4 separate regions of the Mus musculus genome follow, and all the other regions are linked to region 4. A link is a contact called in public promoter capture Hi-C data. All regions are on one chromosome and are shown on one strand. The core of a region is the stretch at or near the end of the contact, and the rest is flanking DNA. Distances in the headings are between cores, read along the strand shown. Region 1 holds the start of Med17 (mediator complex subunit 17). Region 2 holds the start of Taf1d (TATA-box binding protein associated factor, RNA polymerase I, D). Region 3 holds the start of Mtmr2 (myotubularin related protein 2). Region 4 holds the start of Birc2 (baculoviral IAP repeat-containing 2).

What was found. Promoter capture Hi-C pulls out the DNA fragments that hold promoters and counts their contacts.
Region 1: a promoter capture Hi-C map of hippocampal neurons shows a contact between it and region 4, with 4 times the contacts expected there. The contact joins the promoter of Med17 here to the promoter of Birc2 in region 4. A contact is called at or near these places in 3 of 39 promoter capture datasets (hippocampal neurons and liver).
Region 2: a contact with region 4 is called in a promoter capture Hi-C map of liver, with 5 times the contacts expected there. The contact joins the promoter of Taf1d here to the promoter of Birc2 in region 4. A contact is called at or near these places in 3 of 39 promoter capture datasets (erythroid cells, frontonasal cranial neural crest and liver).
Region 3: a promoter capture Hi-C map of erythroid cells shows a contact between it and region 4, with 6 times the contacts expected there. The contact joins the promoter of Mtmr2 here to the promoter of Birc2 in region 4. A contact is called at or near these places in 5 of 39 promoter capture datasets (cranial neural crest, erythroid cells, frontonasal cranial neural crest and 2 more).

Annotation. Positions count from the first base shown.
Region 1 is chr9:15,278,616-15,281,572 of GRCm38.p6, reverse strand. It overlaps Med17 (mediator complex subunit 17), which reads left to right and starts at 1,667. Exons shown (of 12, transcript NM_144933.2): 1 at 1,667-2,023. The coding sequence starts at 1,780.
Region 2 is chr9:15,304,887-15,307,667 of GRCm38.p6, reverse strand. It overlaps Taf1d (TATA-box binding protein associated factor, RNA polymerase I, D), which reads right to left and starts at 1,454. Exons shown (of 7, transcript NM_029248.2): 1 at 1,385-1,454. It overlaps 4931406C07Rik (RIKEN cDNA 4931406C07 gene), which reads left to right and starts at 1,501. Exons shown (of 9, transcript NM_001199485.1): 1 at 1,501-1,631.
Region 3 is chr9:13,747,865-13,750,699 of GRCm38.p6, reverse strand. It overlaps Mtmr2 (myotubularin related protein 2), which reads right to left and starts at 1,521. Exons shown (of 15, transcript NM_023858.4): 1 at 1,300-1,521. The coding sequence starts at 1,379. It overlaps Gm39291 (a long non-coding RNA gene), which reads left to right and starts at 1,498. Exons shown (of 3, transcript XR_870544.2): 1 at 1,498-1,878.
Region 4 is chr9:7,835,557-7,838,370 of GRCm38.p6, reverse strand. It overlaps Birc2 (baculoviral IAP repeat-containing 2), which reads left to right and starts at 1,314. Exons shown (of 8, transcript NM_007465.3): 1 at 1,314-1,381.

The DNA of each region.
Region 1 (2,957 bases), core at 418-2,917, 7.4 Mb before region 4:
CTGCTCTGCCCTGATGGAAACCCTGGGTAGGCAAGCTTGTTCTCCTCCGTGTCAGACAGCAATGAGTGGTGACAGTGTTGGGGGGCAGGGTGAGAGGTGCACTGTAGAGAAGTGTTTGAGAGCCAGGGCACCTGGTGGGCTGTTCCGACTCTAAACACTGGGCCCAACTAGGGTCACCCAGGAAGCATCTCCTCCAGGAGATGGAATCTCCAAAGCTTTAGTGGCTGCACCAGCACTACCAGCGGGATACAGGCCTGTGGACATTGTCAATAGTAAGTCAGAGGCTTCTGCAGGCTATAGATTCTTCAGCTGTCAGACAGCTATGCTAACGCCTCCATCTACACTTCATTGTGGGAAGCCAGGGCCCAAGGACTTGACAAATGATTTCTAGACAAGGCAAGGTTGTTCAGGAGCCCAAGATTAGACTCAAAGTGGTATCAAAGGCCAGCCTAGTCTACAGAGTGAGTTCCAAGACAGCCAGGGCTACACAGAGAAACTCTTAAAACAAACAAACAGAAAACGAAATGGCTGGACAGAAGTATAGGGGTTAGTACCTATCAAGCTGTGGGGCACTGTTGCCAACCAGCTAATGTTCCTTGCTTTTTCTGGTGCAGCCTGCAGGCTGAAAGTAAGAAAGGCCACTCAGTGAAAGACATTGCTGGACATGACATCCTAACACCATGAGGAAAGGAGAGTGCCTCTTGGTGGACCACCTGAGGAGTAGCCTGCTCATACAACCCAAGACGGGGTATTTGGGCCAATCACAGCCATTTGTTTGGCTAAACACCGGTGTCTTTTGTTTATATGTGTACATGTCTGTGAATGTGTGAGTGTATGCGTGTAAGGGTGGCTGCATGTCTGGAGAGATAGCATAGTCCTCCATTTATCATTAAGCCACCAGTCACAGGTCTGCACAAAGCCCTGGCCCAAGCTGTGCTTACTGGGCCAGGACAATCAGTTGCAATCTTTCGTGTAGGCATATCTGAGTGTTCTTGGAGTGTTTAAGACAGCTGGTGCAGTTTGGATGGTAGTCCTGCTAGCTGTTTGACTCGGTCTTCTTTGCTGGAGGCAGCTCCATCAACAGAGAGACTCAAACAGCTGCGAATTATAGTTAACTACCGTCGACAGTCTTTGTGAGTGCTTACATAAATGTAAAGCCCTTACGTACGTCTTCATCGTTAACTTCACGAATGTAAAGTCACCTAGGGGAAACACCTCTGGGAGTATGTTCCCAGAGAGGTTTAACTAGGAAGTGAAAACCTACCCGGAAAGTGAGTGGACTCATCCCACGGACGGGCTCCCAGACCGAATCAGCGGGAGTGCTGGTGTGTGTGCTGCGTGTCTCAAAAATCAAATAACTAACCAACTAACAAAAAAGCTGCGTGTCTCAATAACTAATCAACAAATTAATCAGGCCAGCAAGAAAGCTATTTCAAAAACCAAGCAACCAATTAAACAAACAAACAAACAAACAAACAAACTACAACGCCCAGCGTATCTACATAAACCCAGCCCACTCCACTTGCACTGCAGCGGCTGAGCCCGGTCAGCCGGAAGTTCCTGGCTCTCACGTGCAACCTACAGGAAATGTCCGGGCAGCTGGCCCTTCGCGCATGCTCATAGTGTTCCGCGAGACGCTGCGCGGAGGATTGTGGGGCAGCAGTGGGTAGTTTGCTTCCTCCCGGCCGCCGCGTCGGGCTTGCGGGAAGCTTGTTCCAGCCTTCCGTGTCGGTGCTGTACTCTGAGTCTCCGGCGAGTCGCCCTCAGGCCGCCGCCAGCATGTCGGGCGTGCGAGCCGTGCGCATCAGCATCGAGTCGGCCTGCGAGAAGCAGGTGCAGGAGGTGGGCCTTGATGGCACCGAGACGTACCTGCAGCCGCTGTCCATGTCGCAGAACCTGGCGCGCCTGGCACAGCGCATCGACTTCAGCCAGGGCTCTGGCTCTGAGGAGGAGGAGGCGGCAGGGCCTGACGGCGATGCGCCGGACTGGGGGGGCGCGGGAGCCGACCAGGACGACGAGGAGGGTGAGGCTTCGCCCTCGTTGCTGGTTCTATCCCAGGGTCTCCCCTAGGGTAAACTGTGTTTTGTGGTGGGTGGCCTTGAGAAGTATTGACAGCAGTGGGAAGGCCGACCCGGTCGGGACTCGGGGTCCTGTTCAGGCCAGGAGAAGAGGCATTCGCTTTTTTTTTTTTTTTTTTTTTTTTTTTTAATAAAGAACAGCTGAAAGCTTTTGGGGGTGATTTTAGGTGGAAACAGGTGATACTTAAAATGACCACTGAAACTTTGAGGTGAATGAATTACAAGAAAACAAAACTGAAGAGGGGGAGTTTGGAGAAGCAACCAGACTAGACTTTGGATTCTCCTTATTATCAAAAAAAACCAAAATTTGAAACCACAGTTTTCGATTTAGTGATGTGACAGAATCGGTTTAAGTGAGGATGTTCGTGTTTAGTGTGGTAATTCGCCAGGCAGAGGCAGTCAGATTAATGAAAAACATGAGCAAATAGACACCATCTCAATAAATAAAGAAAAATTTAAATGTAGTTTTCATAAATTTGACAGAAAGTTAAAACACCTGGGACTGAAGAGATGGCCCAGCAGTTAAGAGTACTGATTGCTCTTCCAGAGGTCCTGAGTTGAATTTCCAGCAACCACATGGTGGTTCACAACCATCTGTAATGGAATCCGATGCCCCCTTCTTTCTGGTGTGTCTGAAGACAGCGTCATTGTACTTACATCCATTAAATAAATAAATAAATCTTTTTTTTTTTTTTTTTTTTTAAATCTTAAACAAGCCCAACATTGTCATTATCCAGTGTTGGAAAGGCATGCCAGCTCAGTAGTTTTAAATGCAAAATTCTAAATGTGTATCACATTTGATCCATGAAATCCCCCACCCACAGAAAGAACTATAGAGCACAGGTATGTATTAAGATCCAGTACTGATGTCATTAGGAA
Region 2 (2,781 bases), core at 205-2,704, 7.5 Mb before region 4:
GTGTGAATTTCTGTAAAATCCCTATGGATAGTACATTTTATATCTACTTTAAAGCCTCTGAGTGGGCTTGTTTCCAGTATCCACATCGGGTTGCTCACAATCTCCTGTTAACTCCAGCTCCCTGTTAGTGATCTTTTGTCTTCCAGAGTACCCTCACACATATGGCATAGTTTTCTTTAAATATGTGAGTGAAAACAAGAAGCCACATTCCAATGCAGTTTGTTTTCTCACTAAATCTACCCCCAAAACCCGACATGGCTTTAACCACCACCTAGCCTCACAGTAGCATTTCTAATTCCAATCTGGGCTGCGAACTCGACACTGAAACAGAGTTCGGGTAGTTGGGATATGGCGATAGTGGCTCAAAAATCACTACTGATCAAATGGTCACAGGCCTGTAATCCTAACAACGTGTAAAAGAACCTTTAGATTATGGCTGAGACGATAGCCTAGCAGTTAAGTATACTGTCAATGGCCGGGCGTGGTGGCGCACGCCTTTAATCCCAGCACTCGGGAGGCAGAGGCAGGATTTCTGAGTTCGAGGCCAGCCTGGTCTAAAAAGTGAGTTCCTGGACAGCCAGGGCTATAAAGAGAAACCCTGTCTCGAAACCTCCCCCCCCAAAAAAGAAATGAATAGAATACTGTCAATGGACTAAGATGAGACTCCCAGAACTCACATGCCAGCCTAAAAATAGCTGTAAGCAGTCCTAAGAGATTCGATGTCCTCTTCTGGGCTCTGTGAGCACTGCGTGCACGTGGTGTAGAAATATTAGGCAGGCAAAACGGCCATATGTACTAAAGGAGAAAAGACTACAGTTTTCCTAGGCTACACAAAATCCTAGAACTAAAAATAATCACAACTTTCGAGGATAAGAAAAACAGGGTGACTACGACCTTAGATTGCAAAATGCCCGCTACATGAATTGCTTTTTTAAATTAACCCACCAAAACTGAAATTTAAGGTTGACCCGGTCGCCCCAACGATATGCCTGTGAGTAAATCAAAGATAATTCCTAGGAATCACTCCCACCTGTACGCTACTTTACAGTTCCGAGACTACAAGCTTTGGAGGCCACGTGGTGAGCTGCGTCGACTATGCGCCGTGGGCCCGCTGCAAGACCCTTTCGGAACGTAACCTAAGAGATGTGCGCAGGCAGCACGCGACCCCTTACACGGCACTAAAAACGCCCTCCAGGCCCAGAACACCTCGGCCTCTCCCAACAGCGACCCGGAGCCTCGTGCGGCCTGCGGATGGCGGGATTCCGGCCCGCTGCTCTGGCCCTACAAGAGCGCCGTTTCCGCGCGGACCGCAGCCCAAAGAACCCCGCCCTGCGGCCCCGTCGCCCGCAGCAGACCTGAGCGGCCACAGTGAACAACCGCTTACCTCTTCCGCCGCGTCGAAAAGAGCGCTCCCGGCGCCCAGCAGCCGGACTAGGACAAGGACGAAATCTCGCGTGAGTACACGTTGGTGGGCGTGGCTGTGCGTGTGGTGGGCGGGCCTCCGGGAGGGGCGGTACCCCGGCTCTCCCTTGGCCTAGAGCTATCAGAAAAGACTGGCAGGAGACTAAACCTGTGTTCGAACCTGAGTGGAAAGAAGGCCTTCCTGCAAGTGGGAGGACACTGCGGGCCAGGTGAGCGTCGATTTGTTGTGGTGACTGAGCCCGCAGTGTGCCAAGCTCTCTGTCAGACTAAGGGTGGCATGTGTTATGGATTTCTGTACTGTCCCTGTGTCCTCACTTGCCTCCTACTTTTTTTTTTTTTTTTTTTTGGTTTTCGAGACAGGGCTTCTCTGTGTAGCCCTGGCTGTCCTGGAAGGCACTTTGTAGACCCGGCTGGCCTCGAACTCAGAAATCCACCTGCCTCTGCCTCCCGAGTGCTGGGATTAAAGGCGTGCGCCACCACGCCCGGCACCTTCTACTTTTTGACCCCTGCACACACTGTCCAACAGTCTGTGGAATCCTGCAGCATTGACTCTGGCTTTGCACCCATGCAGGTCCACTAGGACTAAGTTGTAAGGGAACATTACAAACACCTTATTGAGTGCGTGACAAGATCTGTGGTGAGAGGGCAGATATTACTATCCCTTGAGTTCTCATAGACAAACACATTTCAAATGTAAAGTTGTTGGCCTAGAGATATAACTGGATTATAGAGAGCTTGCCTAGTGTACATGGCACCACGGAGAAAAAAAAATAAAAACAAAAAAAGCAAACAAAGACCTGTGTGTGTGGTTAGATCAGTATGAATATAGGGTCCTATGTGACTGAATGAACTATTTGCAAAGCTGTAAAGCCAGCCTTGTGCTTGAACCCTACTAGTCTAGTATATCGTAAAAGTGTGGTATATCATAAGTACCTAATAATTAGCAATATATTGTGTGCAATATATTTGGAAGAGAGAAGTCCCCTCTAGGTGGAAGATGGGCACTTCTCCTGGTGCTGCAGGATTATTCTGAAGTCTTCCTGGTGTCAGCCAAAGGGGCCATTTCTTCACTGCTGATTCAGCTTAGGGTGGGGTGCATTCTGGATTTACAGACCTGCCTTTGAGTTTGTTGTTGTTGCTGCTGTTGTTTGACACATGTCTCTTTATGTAGCCCTGACGATCCTGGAACTTGATTTGTAAACCAGGCTGGCTTTAACCTCACAGAGAACCTCTTGCCTTTACAGCCCTCTGCCTCCAGTGCTGGAGCTAAACATGTGCACCACCATGCCTGGCTTGAACCTGCTTTTGAATCCTGTTTCTGCCATGTAACAACTGAATGATCTTGAATAAATTTTGTTT
Region 3 (2,835 bases), core at 272-2,771, 5.9 Mb before region 4:
AACACAGTATTTCAACTAAATTCATCTCATAATAGAAGCATTTGAGACCATTAGGGCTTTATCAACTTCAGTTATAAACTTGGAGTTTTTCCTAAACTGAGATAATCTCCACTCTCCAACAAGTAGAAATAATTCTCATAGCTAAACTCAACAGTAATTTAAGTGAGAGCTGAAGAGATGGCTCAGCAGTTGAGAGCACTTGCTACTTTGACAGAGGACCAGGGTTCAGTTCCCAGCATCCACAGGAGGGTCACACCGACCTGTCCTCCAGTTTAAGGGAATCTCACCTCCTGGACTCCTCCATGCCTGTGGTACACATGAACTCATGCAAGTACACACACACAAAGACACTTTTAAATAGTAATACGTTTATCAATCTACTGGGTGAAAGAAATTGTGTGATACATTGAGAAATATTAAAGATGATTTTGTAGAATGTATGAAAGCAAATAAGATAATTTATTTGAGCATCTGTAAACAAACAAACAACTTTGGAGTGACCGGGCAGAAAAAAGCTGAGCTATCATAATCAAACATTAATACTTGCTTGTAGTACTTTGTAGACAAACAAAACAAAACTTGAAATAATTTAGATAAACACTTAACACAGTAAGTGGAAATAACAGTCTACCTTGCCTGTACATTCGATTCATCTGTGGCTGTCTGCCTACATTAAGCTTAAAATTTAAACTGACAAGTTCTATAATAAAGCTGTTATCTACAGTTAATTGAAGAATGCTCCAAACAGACACCACATATAATGTATATTGTGATGGTAATGTCACTGATGTTTAAGCTGAGAAGCTGACTCTGAAGGCTTCGTCCCCTCTCCATTTCAAATCTAAGCACGCTTGTCTCAGTGTCCTCTAAAGCCTCTTGTCTGGTAATGGGCTGGTCCCCAAACTGTGATTAGAGCACAAGAATGAAAATGTCACGCCCTTGACAACTGAACTCCTGATAAAGTAAAAAACGCTGCGTCCTTAAACACAACTGGAGCAAAATCTAGGACCGGAAAATGAGCGGGAATTAGAGGGGCAGTGGCCATAAAGAAACTGTATTTTCACTTCTCGCACCAAAGGCCCAGAGGAGGAAGCAAGCACTGCTCTGCTGGGCTCTCCATACCCACGGGATGCCCGCGGCTTTTGCCCTCTTCGGGGTCCAGCCTCTCTAGGCCCAGGTCTCTCCTCCGCATGCCCCGGCCTCCCTCCCGCAGGAGCAGCCTCAGTCTCTCTTCCCGCACGCCCTGGCGTCTCCATCTACACTTGCTCCCGGCCTCCGTCCCCATACGCCCGGCCTCACCTGGACAGTGAGTCCTCGCTGGGCAGCCTTGCCGCCGGGAGCTGCGCGCCGAGACTCTCGCAGCTGGAGCTCTTCTCCATGGCGCGAGAAACTGGAGGCCGCTGCGCCCTCCGCGGCCGCCGGCGCGAGATGCAGAGGGAGGAGCGCACGGGGCCGCAGCCGCGGTCAGCCCCGCGCCAGGCAGGCTCCGAGACCGGAAGCGGCCATGTTCCCCCAGCCTGCACTGCGCGCGGGGGCTGTCGGGAGTCGGGCCCCGTGGCGCTACAAAGCGGAGCGATGCGCATGCGCCTGGCCGCCCAGTGAGAGTCAGCTAACAGGAAAATCTCCAGAAGGAAGAGGACACTAGTATGTCAGAGAAAACACAAGATGTGACGGCTTGGGAGAGGTGGACTCGAGGAAAATGAGAGGAATGTGGGCGGCCTGTGGGATGAGGGGGTGAGGTATTTAAGGGTGAGGTTAGAAGTAGTGATGTGAGATCATACGTGATGTGAGAACCCATTTTGTAACGGTAACAGTGAAGCTAAGCAGACTGATCCCACGGCCTCCAGTTACCTTGCATTTACATCTGCTTCCTTCTGTGTAAGTATATTAACCTCACAGAATAACTATTGATAAATATAAAACGCCTAAAGCAATGCCTGCTTAAGCACTCAGACAGTAGTCAATATATAAACAACCTAACAAACTTAATAAATGGTAACTGTTAATGAAAGAAAACTAAAGGATGACAGACCACTAACAAGTGGTTTGTAGGAGAAAGATAGTAACAGCTACCCTGAATGGGGAGGGGAAGGGAAATTTCCATCTCTGAACAGCGTTATACAAAGGAAAGTGAGAATGGAGTTGAATTTTCAGGCCTCCAGTGACAAAAGTATGGGTTAAAGTGGCTTGAAAGTGTGTCTGTAGCTGATAAGCACATTGACACCAACCTATAAGGCATAGTAAGTATTGAAGTGAGAATGAGGGAGAAGCTGCTAAAATCACAAAAAGAATTAGACAAAAACACTACTGAATGTCATGATGTAACATGGAGAACAGACTTACCTCCGGTGTGCTGCTTCATATTCCCTTACAAAGCAGGAAGGGAGTGTGGAGATGGAATGTGATAAAGGAACAGAAACTGGGTAAAGAGGGAATGTTAATACCCGTGACTTTCTGTTACTCAGGACACAGGAAGGAAAGTACTGGAGGAATTTCTCTAATTGTGACTCTGCCTTAAACACCTCACACGTCTGGAAAGCAAAAACACAAAGATTATTTCTGTAAATAAAAGAAACTTTTAAAAAAATCCTGCTAGGATAAATATAATTGTGTTCTTACAAACTAGATTTAATTTAAAACTTGGTTTTAAAACACAATCATAATTTATAGAACCAAGGAAATAATTTGTGTACTAGCTTTCCTTTACAGTATTCCCAATGAAAGATTTATTTTGGCTGATGGTTTCAAAGATTCCAGTCCATGGTCACTTGGCTCCATTGTTTTTTGAGCCTGTGATAAAACAGAAAAGCAGAGCTGGGAACACGTGATAGAAAA
Region 4 (2,814 bases), core at 65-2,564:
CCAGAAGACTGCCTGTTCTGTGACTGACCGACTTGCAGCAGAAATGACGGGAAAGAAAATGGGAAACGGTTCAGGGTCCCGGAATTCCCCTGGCAGCCTAATTTAGCGGTCTGTTTTACTTCTAAGTTTTTAAAATATTTGCCCATTTAACATGGAATTCCCCCGGAGAGAAGATCTGATTCATTCGTTAAGACCTTCAAGTCTAAAGTAAATTAAACTGTAGAAACCTCACTGGTAGTAGCCTACATTTCTAATCAGCACACTGGAGGCTGAGGTAGGATGCTAAATCCTCGGCTAGTCTGGGCCCTACAATAAAATCCTTTCTTAAACAAACAAATAAAAAAACTGCAAAACTAACCATAACAAATCATCCAAGCCAAACAGGGCCGCGGGGGTGGGGGTGGGGACATCAGAAAGTCCTACCCTGAATGCTAATGATTTTGCAGCACTTTCGGTACGGGAAAGGCAGCAGAGGGTGGGGGGTGGGGAGACAGACTGCTAGTGAACAATGAAGTCAGGGTTATTTTTCCAGTTTTAAACGTATTCTTCTACAATCTCATCACAGATATATAGTGCGCTTTAATCATACTCTCTCCCATTATACTGTTAACCCTTCAATGCCTTCCTCCAAACTAGTCCGCAGCCTTTTCCTTACTTTTTAAATTTATGGCCTGATGCGCTTAATTTGGGTCGCCTGCAAGAGCACTTTTTAAAAAAAATAATAATTTAAAAATGCATAACTACCTCCTCGCCCCAACTGGGTTTGAATTTCTAGGATTCGAGGTGAGCGCCACCATGCCGGCCTGCCAGAGGAGCCCACTTGTCAAAAATGTTAAAGCCCATCTTACAAAAAAACCAAATTATATTTAATGTACACGCACACGCGTGCATTCCGCTTTACTCAGGCGTTTCGAGGCCAGCTCACGAGCCTGAGCCGCCTTACCTATGACGCCACGTTTGCCTTAGTGCCTGTCTAGGACCCTTGCAGGGTGAGGCCGGAAAATACAGGGAGCTAGGAGGCGCGGCTCAGGGCTGCCGCCATTAAAGGTGCACTGCAGGTTAAAACACATGGCATCAAAGTCCGGAACGCCCAGCGGAGGCAGTGGGGCAAGGACGGACGCTCGGGAAAGCCTAGCCTTATTCGTCCGAGTCCCAGCGGCCCGAACGTTTAGCTTCCAAAGCCCGAGCACGCAGGCGCGAGCGCAGGCGCAGGCGCGCGCGACTGGCCCACAGCCCCACCCCGTCCTCCACGCGTTCCAACTTGCGGTGCGCGTCTGCTGACGTCACCTCAACGGCCCGCTGGCCGCAGGGGCTTTTGGGAAGGCTGCGGATCAACAATCAGGCGCCTCTGCTTCCAGGGCGCCGGGGGCCTGACTCGGTGGTGAGTGCGGCTGCCTTCGTCAGGACGGGCGAGCGTGGCTCTCGACGGCTGGGCGGGCTAGCTGACTCCTCCTTCGGCCCGGAAGGCAGTTCTCAGGGCCGCCCGACCCCCGCTCCCTGCCTAAGTCCTTGGGCTTGGACTTGTATAACAGTTTTGCTTTCTTTTCCTTTCGGTTTATTTTTTCAGTCAACCCAGGCTAGTCTCGAATTTGCGGCAATCCTCCTGCCTCCAATCGTTCTAGGTGCTGGGATTACTGGTGTGCAGCACCTCGGCTGTCTCTTCAGATTTTCTGCAGGTTTTTAAGCTTTAAGCCCGCGGCATTTAATGCCTTTAAACTAAGTTGTGCGGCAGGGGGATGACGGTTGTCACATCAGTTACTACTTGTCCCCAGTAGTCGTGTGAGAGGTTTGGTTTAACTGGGAAAGGTGTTCTCCATTCTTGTCTCTCCAAGCTACGTGTCGCCCCCCTGCAGTGGGCGTAGAGCCGTGTCGGTTGGGTGCTTGCTGGCGTTGTAACAGCTAGTGTAGTTAGGCCACACGGGTAGTGGTAGCTTTGTTCAGGCCACTGCTTTACCGGCACTTGTACTTTTTTGGTTTTGAGATGTTACCTGTGGTGGTTAGGGAATGGTTGTCCTTCACGGATTCCGTTTATGAGCTCTTCCCGGTGCCTTTATCTTGGCTAATTTAGCCCTGGCTAGTTCAAATGTTCTGTCCGGCAGGAGCGTTTCATTCCGCATCTGTCTTCCAAGTGTTGAGATTAAAATTGCAAGTATACCTCGGGAATCCTCAGGAAATATTTATATTTTAATATAATAGAAAATATCGTATATATTATTTATTTTATATTGTATTATAACTTAACATATGTTTATGTGTATAAATATATTTTATATGTACTTATATCTGTATTATATATTTCAATTAAATGTTTTAATAGAATATAAAAGTATATATAATTTTTTTCTTGTGATTAAACTTAGGGTTCTTTACCTGCAAGGCAAGTGCTCTAACATGGAGCTATATCAGTAGCCTTACAGACTACCTTTCCACTATTTATGGTGCCTTTTGTCTCCAGTGAAGTGCATATCAAAATATCTTTAAATCAGAAAACGAAAAGAGCCTGGTGGTAGTGTGGTCCTAGCACTTGGAAGGCTGAAGCAAGAGAATTCCAAAAAGTTTTAAAACCAGCTTGGGTTATATTGACTTTCTAGCCAGCCTAGTCTACAGAATAAGACCCTGTCCCTTAAAAAAAAAAAAAGTTCATGAAGTATAGTACATTTTTTTCTAATAGTAAATAAATAATATATAAAAGGAACAAACTTGAAAATCGGGGGCCAGTTTTTGACAAATGGAAATGTCCATTGTTTTCAAAGTTTTAATTTTTAAACTATACTGAGCTATGCATTTTAAAGACAAGCATAACTAGTACTTTGA